3 separate regions of the Sus scrofa genome follow, and all the other regions are linked to region 2. A link is a contact called in public promoter capture Hi-C data. All regions are on one chromosome and are shown on one strand. Each heading gives the region's core, a stretch centred on a gene start, on an enhancer-like site or on the middle of the called end of the contact. The rest is flanking DNA. Distances are from core to core; before and after follow the strand shown. Region 1 holds the start of CDKL4 (cyclin-dependent kinase-like 4). Region 2 holds the start of HNRNPLL (heterogeneous nuclear ribonucleoprotein L-like). Region 3 holds the start of SOS1 (son of sevenless homolog 1).

Evidence for each region. Promoter capture Hi-C pulls out the DNA fragments that hold promoters and counts their contacts.
Region 1: a contact with region 2 is called in a promoter capture Hi-C map of fetal liver, with 3 times the contacts expected there. The contact joins the promoter of CDKL4 here to the promoter of HNRNPLL in region 2. A contact is called at or near these places in 1 of 5 promoter capture datasets (fetal liver) and 1 of 2 datasets of contacts at active chromatin or transcription factors (skeletal muscle).
Region 3: a contact with region 2 is called in a promoter capture Hi-C map of liver, with 5 times the contacts expected there. The contact joins the promoter of SOS1 here to the promoter of HNRNPLL in region 2. A contact is called at or near these places in 2 of 5 promoter capture datasets (fetal liver and liver), 2 of 47 Hi-C or Micro-C datasets (fibroblasts and heart right ventricle) and 2 of 2 datasets of contacts at active chromatin or transcription factors (alveolar macrophages and skeletal muscle).

The regions. Positions count from the first base shown.
Region 1 is chr3:101,085,667-101,088,610 of Sscrofa11.1, forward strand. CDKL4 (cyclin-dependent kinase-like 4) reads left to right here and starts at 1,490. Exons shown (of 10, transcript XM_021087585.1): 1 at 1,490-2,944.
Region 2 is chr3:101,751,828-101,754,666 of Sscrofa11.1, forward strand. HNRNPLL (heterogeneous nuclear ribonucleoprotein L-like) reads left to right here and starts at 1,503. Exons shown (of 11, transcript XM_021087609.1): 1 at 1,503-2,042. The coding sequence starts at 1,857. It overlaps LOC102164129 (a long non-coding RNA gene), which reads right to left and starts at 1,327. Exons shown (of 6, transcript XR_002342766.1): 1 at 1,194-1,327.
Region 3 is chr3:101,208,208-101,210,907 of Sscrofa11.1, forward strand. SOS1 (son of sevenless homolog 1) reads left to right here and starts at 1,361. Exons shown (of 21, transcript XM_021087590.1): 1 at 1,361-1,547. The coding sequence starts at 1,461.

The DNA.
Region 1 (2,944 bases), core at 240-2,739, 670 kb before region 2:
GGTTAACGATCCGGCGTTGCCGTGAGCTGTGGTGTAGGTCGCAGACTCGGCTCGGATCCTGCGTGGCTGTGGCTCTGGTGTAGGCTGGTGGCTACAGCTCGATTAGACCCCTAGCCTGGGAACCTCCATATGCCGTGGGAGCGGCCCAAAAAATGGCAAAAAAAAAAAGACCAAAAAAAAAAAAAAAAAGTGGTAATGAACCCAACTGGTATCCATGAGGACACGGTTTCGATCCCTGGCCTCACTCTGAATTAAGGATCCAGCGTTGCCATGAGCTGTGGTGTAGGTCGAAGATGTGGCTGGGATCCCACATTGCTGTGGCTGACTGGCAGCTGCAGCTCCAATTCAACCCCTAGCCTAGGAACTTCCATATGCCACAGGTTCAGCCCTAAAAAGACAAAAAGTAAATAAATAAATAACACAGAAGTTAATAATCATAGCAGTTTGTCTACATTTATCACTTTTTCCAAGTACATTGCAGCTAATCTTAGTAACTTCTAAAAATATATCTTTATCAGTGTAACATTATATGTTGAAAAACAGAGGCTCAAGGAAAAGATTTTCAACAAATCAATGTTCTATTCTTGGCATTTGGTTGTTGATCCTTTTCCTGAGCCACTGCTTTTCTAGTTGCCAAGTCTTCATATAATTTAACAAGTTACATAAAGGTCACATTTCAAAAAAATTTAACTGTCACATTTGACTGTCAAAATATTTCCCAAAAGTATATAACTGGTTGTGTATTATACACACATGGGCTTTTTAAAACTACAGACCCCAGAATCAATCTTTGAGGGTGAAGCCCAGTAACCTATGTTTTTATAAAGTACAAATGATTCTAACATACACTGGCCCAACATTGAATTTAAATCCATGTTTAAATGGATTTAAACATGGATAAGTGTAGTCCAAGTATCACTTGGCTCAGAAAGAATAAACTTTAATGACACTTAAAATGCAAATTTGGCAGCTCTACCCACTAACTTTTGATAGAGGATTTTGATTCACTCAAAGAGAGCCACCAACTGAAATGGTAGAAACAATCCATTTCCTCTCCATTGAAGTTCAAAGCTGTCTATTTTGTTAGCTAGTTTGTTAAATGTTGTGAGTAGAATGAGATCAGTTGTTCCTGGGCCTTTTCGCATTGTTCATCTTGCCAAGTGTGTTACTGATTTTAGTAGAGACCAGAAAATAAAGGACAGGTATCACTTTTCACCACTACTAGAAGAAAAATGAAAATGTGCTGTATTGGAGTTCCCATCGCGGTGCAGCGGAAATGAATCCGACTAGGAACCATGAGGTTGCGGGTTCGATCCCTGACCTCGCTCAGTGAGTTAAGGATCCGGCGTTGCCGTGTACTGTGGTGTAGGTCGAAGACTCGGCTCCGATCCTGCATTGTTTGGCTCTGGCATAGGCCAGCAGCTACAGCTCAGATTAGACCCCTAGACCCCTAGCCTGGGAACCTCCATATGCCACAGGAGTGGCCCTGAAAAAGACAAAAAAAAAAAAAAAAAAGGTGCCGTGTAAAATAATGGACAAACACTAAGACTATTACTTGAAGGAATATAACAGTTTGTCTAACACATGTGTTTGTGTACCAGATATTATTCTATGTGCTTTACATAAATTCTCCCACTAAAGCCCCAGAACAGCCCAATGAGGTGTAGGTATTGTTAATGCCATTTTACAGATGAAAAAACTAAGGCACAGAAAGATGAAATAACTTGCCCAATAATATAGCTGGTAAGTAGAGCTATGACTGGAACCTAGGCACTTGGCTTGATTCAAAGTATATACTCTTAACTACTGTGCTAAACTGCCACAAAGACTATATGCAGTATATTCTACTACCCTCTAAAGTACACTTTAGCCTTTCTCCCCTGAAATTATACTTATTTTCTCCAGGACTTGGATTTCAAATTCTGATCTTCACTGTCTCTCTGCAGCAAGAGAAATTAACTTTCTTAATTTTTTGCCTTATCACAAAGGATTTTCCTTTTTCAAAGTATTTTGTATAATAAAAGGATTTGCACAGAATTAATTCTACAGTTAAAGCTTATGAAATAAGCTAATCAAAAGTCTTTTTTACTCTTGCGAGATAATTCTTTAACCAACATACATTGATCATTTACAGTGGATCCAGGCACTTCACTGGCACTGGGGAAAAGATGGAAAAGGCATCATTCCCAATATTCCAGGAGCACACTGCATGAATAAAGATATTTAAAGAACAATGCAAAAGGCTGTACCTTAATTCTGCTTTGAGAAAAGGAAGGCCTTGGTGTAAAACATTAATTACATTTAAGCTGAGTTGTTCATAGATGAAGAGTTTAGCAAGTGCAGAAAAAAATCAGGGTAGAGAGCTATAGGCTAGACTAAGGCATGTGCAAAAATGCTGTCTGTTCAAGGAATAGTGATGTTAAATACAGCTGAGCTCAGGGTGTGAGGAGCAGAGTAAGGAGAAAACAAGGATGGGCCTGATTGTGAAGAGCTTCCTAATGAGGAAAGTAGCTCTAGTCAACTGTTACCAAAACTGCAGAGATCAAATACCATGAAGATGAAAAGAGCTGTTAGGTTTGTACCTACAGTGATCTCTTGTATCTTTACTGAGAAAATCACCTATATAGCATGATGGGGGCAAAAATAATGCAGAAATAAGTTGATGTGAGTTTATGTAGATTTTAGTTGGAGCATGTTTGGACTTAAGGAGATAGTTTTCTTGGTTTGTTTCGTTTCAAATAAAGATGGGAGATTAGAGCATAATTTCTAAGCAAATGAAGGAAGTGGAAAACTGAAGATAGATGAGGAAAAGGGAGAAAAGTTAAACCTCTGAGGGAAGAAGGGAAGTACGGACATCCTAAATCTAGGCATGATGGGGAGCATTTTACTGATGCCAAACAAAGTGTGTATGTGCTCATCGGCAAAACAGTATTTCTGAGTTCAT
Region 2 (2,839 bases), core at 253-2,752:
TTTTTTAGTTCTATTTTGTCAGTGTACACCTGTAGGCGCACACAAATTTGATCATAGCTGTATCGTGTTGTGAAAAAACTTGCAAGTGGATTCCAAAATGACAGGCAGTGTAAATTGTTAAGTACAAAACACTGTAGATTAAAGCACTGTCAACAATAAATAAAAATGGCTTTTTTTTTTTCCCTTAGGAAATAACTTTGGAAAGGAGAGAGAATAGGCTGGGGAGGAAACAATCCACACCATTAGGAAAGGAAGAGCCACATTTTGGGAAGCATCTGACCGCCAAGGATATCAGAAACATTTAAATGACTCGATCCCAGGCAACTCTCCAAGGATTAAGTCACAGAAGGCAGTTAGGTTGCGTTAGATTTGCCAGTTCCTCTCCTGAAAGATAATGGACCTTTATTTCCCAAGGCCCACTCATTCAGCCTTGTTGAGCATGTAACTTGTGCTGGGGACTGTTACAGGAACTGGGTTTGCAAAGATGAGAAAAGCCCAGTTCCTGTCTCCAAGCGCGTCTAGTTTTTAAAACAGAATATCCTAATAGGTAGCTTATAAAGGGCACCGTTTCAAAAGGGGAAAGCGGCAACCAGAAGCTTGAGGAGGCCTCAGGGCTCCACAGAGGAAACAAGCTGTGTGTGGTCCAAAGGACAACTTTGATAGGCTTTCGTGTCTTTTAAAAGATAAATGATAATGTGAAATAAATCGATCGCCCAGAAAGGAAAAGGTTGAGATGAAGGATGAAACTTTATATGGAAGGTTTAAAGCACATTTAGTTGGGGCAGGGACTTGATACAAGACCCCTCGTTATAATTGTCAGGAAAGAAGAGTCCAGAAGACCCACGAGTACTAACTGATCGAACTGACAGTCGCCCGTGTGGAGCGTCTTCTTTAGACCCGCACTTCAGTGCATGTTGACTGTTCTCGAACATCTACCTAGCGGCGGGGAGAGAATCCGTCCACTTGGATGAGATTTTGCACACAACAATGGGAGAAGGCTACTTTCACGGCTCTAAGCCCTTTGCTCGCTTCACCTCCCGGAGCTTTAGGGCTGTGTGAGGTACATCTGTAGGGATTTTCTCTTTTGAAGAGAAGTAATAAAAGCATTTAAATTAGCGGGAGGGCGGTTAACACCCGCAGCCCCGGTCCCACTGCTTGCCTCCTGGCCCGCCGGGGTTCGCCCCGCGCCTCACCTCCGGTTGGCCCAACAGCGCTAACGGCCGCGGTGTAGCAACCGCTCCAGGACGTTGCGCTGCAGGTGCTGCTCGGTCGTCACTCGCAGGCCAGCGGCGAGTTCTGAAGGCGCGGAGTGGGGGGGGGGGGAGGAGGCCTGACAGTGGGCAGCTTTTGACGAACGGCCTTTAGAGCCAATTGGAAGCCTGGTCGACTTTTCCCTCTGCCAATAGAGAGCAAGGCCCGGGCTGGGGGGCGCTTCCCGCGGGGTGCTGCTGGATTTGATCCTCTGCGGCGGCCGCGAAGGCGGGGGTGGAGGCTCGGCCTGGGCGGCAAGGAGCGGATTAGGGGAGGAGGGAAGACCGGAAGCAACGGTCGCGTCCCGATCCTTAGATTCGCTCCCCAGGGCAGGCTTTGGAGACGGAGGAAGAGGGAGAGGCTGAATGTTGGCTCTGTGATAAAGGGGAGCGGCCGCTCCGGAGCCTCCTCCTGGAGCGCCCCCTTCATCCTGCCCGCTCTCTGCACCCACCCGGCTCCAGGGCGCGCGGCCCCCGCGGACGCCCGGCCGCACAGACCTTTTCTGAAGAAGCGCTGCGGGTGGCGAGGACTGGCCGGCGGCGTCCGAGGCCCGCGCCCCGCCGCCACCCCCACACGCCTGCCGGCCGGTCTCTCCGGCCGCCGCCATGTCCTCCTCCTCATCCTCCCCTAGGGAGACGTATGAGGAGGACCGGGAATACGAGAGCCAGGCCAAGCGCCTCAAGACCGAGGAGGGAGAAATCGACTACTCTGCGGAGGAAGGCGAGAATCGCCGGGAAGCGACGCCCCGGAGCGGGGGCGATGGCAGCGGCGGCCGGAGCTTCTCACAGCCGGTAACAAAGCGCGGCGCCGGGTCCTCGGTGCCTGGCGGCTCCCCGGGAAGCAGGGCCCCGCGGCGGGGACTCGGCCCCGAGTCCTTCCGCCCGCCTCATTTTCCCATTTTGCTGCGCTGACCAGGTTGGGAAGCGCCGGCTCTTCTCTTTGCGTCTTTTTTCCTTTGCCCTACCTGTTTCCAGCACCTGGATCGCGAATCTAGGCTCGGCCTGGCCGCAGGCCCCGCCGCGAGTCCGCTGCCGGCCCTGAACTTGGGAAGGGTCGCGGGGCCCGGCGGCTGGGGAGGCGTTGCCGCTTCCGCTCCTGGGAACTCGGGTGCACGATTAGCCCTTTGTTTTAACTCTGCGGGCGAGTGGCCCGCGTCCGACGACCCGCTCCCTTCAGTCCCTTGCTCCAGCATCTGCGCGCCGGTCCCGATCACAGGATGGTGGCGTCGGTTCCGCCCGGGGCTCTCTTCGCCTGGGTTTTGAGGAGAACCGTAGCTAAGTGACAGATTACGCTCCGGCGTTCACACTGCCCCCCCCCCCCCTCCGCGTCTTCCAAGGATTTAATTAGAAAATTTTTATTCTTGGCTGGCCTGGCGCACATATTTTGCTCCCCAGTTTCATGATTATTGCTCAGTACAGTTTTTAGCTCTTCGGTGAGAAAATATGTTGGTAGGTGTTCGCACACCACTACTTCCAAGTAAAATGAATCTTAAAATCACCTCAGTTCTTCACGGGCAGTTTGTTCCAAATCGCTCCACGAAAAGCGGAACTGAATTCAGGACTGCATCAAACACACGTTCCTAGATTCT
Region 3 (2,700 bases), core at 111-2,610, 540 kb before region 2:
TAAACCAGGAGGTGCCAGCCTCCTGGTAAAAACACCTGCATCCCTGGGATGGAGGAACACTATATATAATGCTCCTTTAGCATTCCATGAACATTCACCAAGTGCCTGTTCTGTGTAGAGTCCCTCGTGAAAAAGATCTGCCTTCCAGGAGTTTATCTAGTTGAAAGAGCCTTGTAGAGATACGAAACACGATAAACTAAATGCCCTAAAAGGGACCCGAATAAAGTGTTCTGGGCTCCAGGAGCTGCAGGAGAGGTGTCAATTTCCACTGGAGGTAAGTGGTTACTGAAGTTCATATTTGAAGTGGGTCTGAAAGATGAACATATTGAATTTAAACACATGCTCACAAAATCAACATGACACGTATTTTATTCTTGGTGATGTGGAAAGACCAATTGCAAACATTGTCATCACTTCCGTTATCCGATAAATATCAGGCTGTAGGTTTCGTGCGACAGGCACCAATCTTTTGTCCAGTCTGTTTACTATACATTGCATGCTTTGGGCAGTCCTTATCTTCATTTTCGGGAACAAAGTACACACATACTCCTTTCCAAAACGAAAGGCCCGGGGACACCAAGAGAGCGCTGGGATCCCTCAGCCCAACAATACAGTGGGGTGCACTTCACTGCAGCGCGCACCCCACCCCGCGGGCTCCAGTCGGTCCAGGGTTCGACCTTTGGCGGCCCTATCGCTCCTCCCCAGCAGCCCTCGGGGGCGCCGCCACAGCCCGGCGGGGCGCCCTCCCTCGCCCGCGCTTCCCTCCTCCTTCGCTGGGGAGCCGGAAAACCCGGAGCGAACCGGCCCTGCCCGGCGGCGCATGCTCAGTAGCGAGCAGGTTCAGTTCGCTAGTAGGAAGCTCGAGCGCTACACTAGCGTCGGCGGCGGCCGCGGCGGCACCTCAGGGCAGCCAGATTCCCCGACCACGACCTCGGGCCTTTCCCCTCCCCTGTTGGACCTTGCGCCCAGCTCCGCCCCGCCCCGGGTCGCTCGCGTTTTGGGGGTCCCCGCTGCGTGGAGCGGGCGCCGCAGCCGGAGCGTCCCTCCACCCGCCCTCCCCCAGCCGCCGGCTCCGCCGCGGGGCCAGGCCGGGCCCGGGAGCGCAGCCTCGGCGGGCGGGCGGCGGCGGCGGCAGCGGCAGAGGCCAGCCCCGGGCGGCGCCGGCAGGCCGGGGAGGGGTAGGGGGCCTGGCCCCGGGGCGGTGGGGCGGAATGCCGCCGCCGCCGCCTCCGGGCTGCGTTCGCTCTCCGCGGCTGGTGCCCGTATCGGGTGGGTGGCCGGGCGCGGGCCTCGCCCCCCAGGCCCCTCTCCGAGGCTAGCCCGGCCGCGCGGCTCCCCGAGGGGGCCGGGCCGTCCGGTGGGGCTGCGGCCCTGCTCCGCGGGGCGAGCTCGCCCTCTCGCGGCTCCCCGGCCCGACCACCGCCACCCCTCTCCCCGCCCAGAGGCGCCCCGGGGGCACCATGCAGGCGCAGCAGCTGCCGTACGAGTTTTTCAGCGAGGAGAACGCGCCCAAGTGGCGGGGGCTGCTGGTTCCTGCGCTGAAAAAGGTGAGGAGCGCGGGGGACCCCGCTTCCCGGCTGCAGCCCCTGCGAGGGCGCTGGGGCTGGAGAAGGGTTGGGGAGGCGGGGCGCGCGCGGGGCCGTCTTTCTTCCCGGTCTCACCACCTCGCAGAAAGGACGGCGCGCGCCGAGAGGTTCCCCCTCTCTCGCTGGCTCTTGGTGTTGACATTCACCCGCTGTGTGGGAAGGCCGCAGGGAGCCAGGGAGAGTTTATCCGAAGAATCCAACCGCTTAGAGGTTAATGCCCTGCCCCCGATTCAGAGACGTGAGTTGGAGGAGCCTCACTTTTCAGTGGAGGTCAAAGTAGGCCACTTTTTCGTCTTCTCGGTCTTCTCCCGGAGCTGCTGTCAGTCTCCGGCTTTAGGTGTCCAGTCGACTCGTCCTAGTGGGCCCGAGAATGCTCTGGCCATAATGCTCGCTGTAAGTAATTGCAGAGCTCTCCTGCCAGCAGGAACATGGCCTCTGTAATCACTCTTCATTCCCCCGAATTCCCGAACTCGTCCGATTAACAGGGGTGGGTGCGCATACCACTCTTTTCTTCCTTCCTTACTTTCGTTCTTCAATTCTTCTTTTCCCTCTCACTCCCTTCCTCTACTGTCATTGCATTTTTCGATTAGAAATTTTAACCTTTCTGTGTTTCTTCGACTTTGCCCCATTTTTATCTAAAGTTATATACCCCGTGACCTGTACTTTTACATGTTTTAGTATAATTAGGAAATGTTATATTTTGGAAGCTTCTAAGGCACCGTTGTGACTTAATAGAAACTGACGTTTGAATGAATATAAAAACTGCCGGAGTATTTTTGTTTTCCTCTTACTTTTTCTTGTAAATGTAAGGATAGCTTTAGTGTCTTAATACTGTTTCTAAATTTCCATTTGTTACTCAAAAAGTGTTTCAGATTATCACATTAAAAATATTTTTAGTTCTTAACTGAGAGTTGAGGTTATAGTGTACCCTTTCTTCCAAACATCTGTACTTTTAAGAACTGTGTTTTACGAGATGTCTGATATTTCTCAAAGGCCAGCAACTTTTACTTTCCCTTTTGCCCATTTCTCCCTCTCCCCCTCTTGGGTACCTTACAATGGAAACTATTTAGTTTGTTAGCAGAATGTGCTCTTATATTTAAGATATAATTTACTG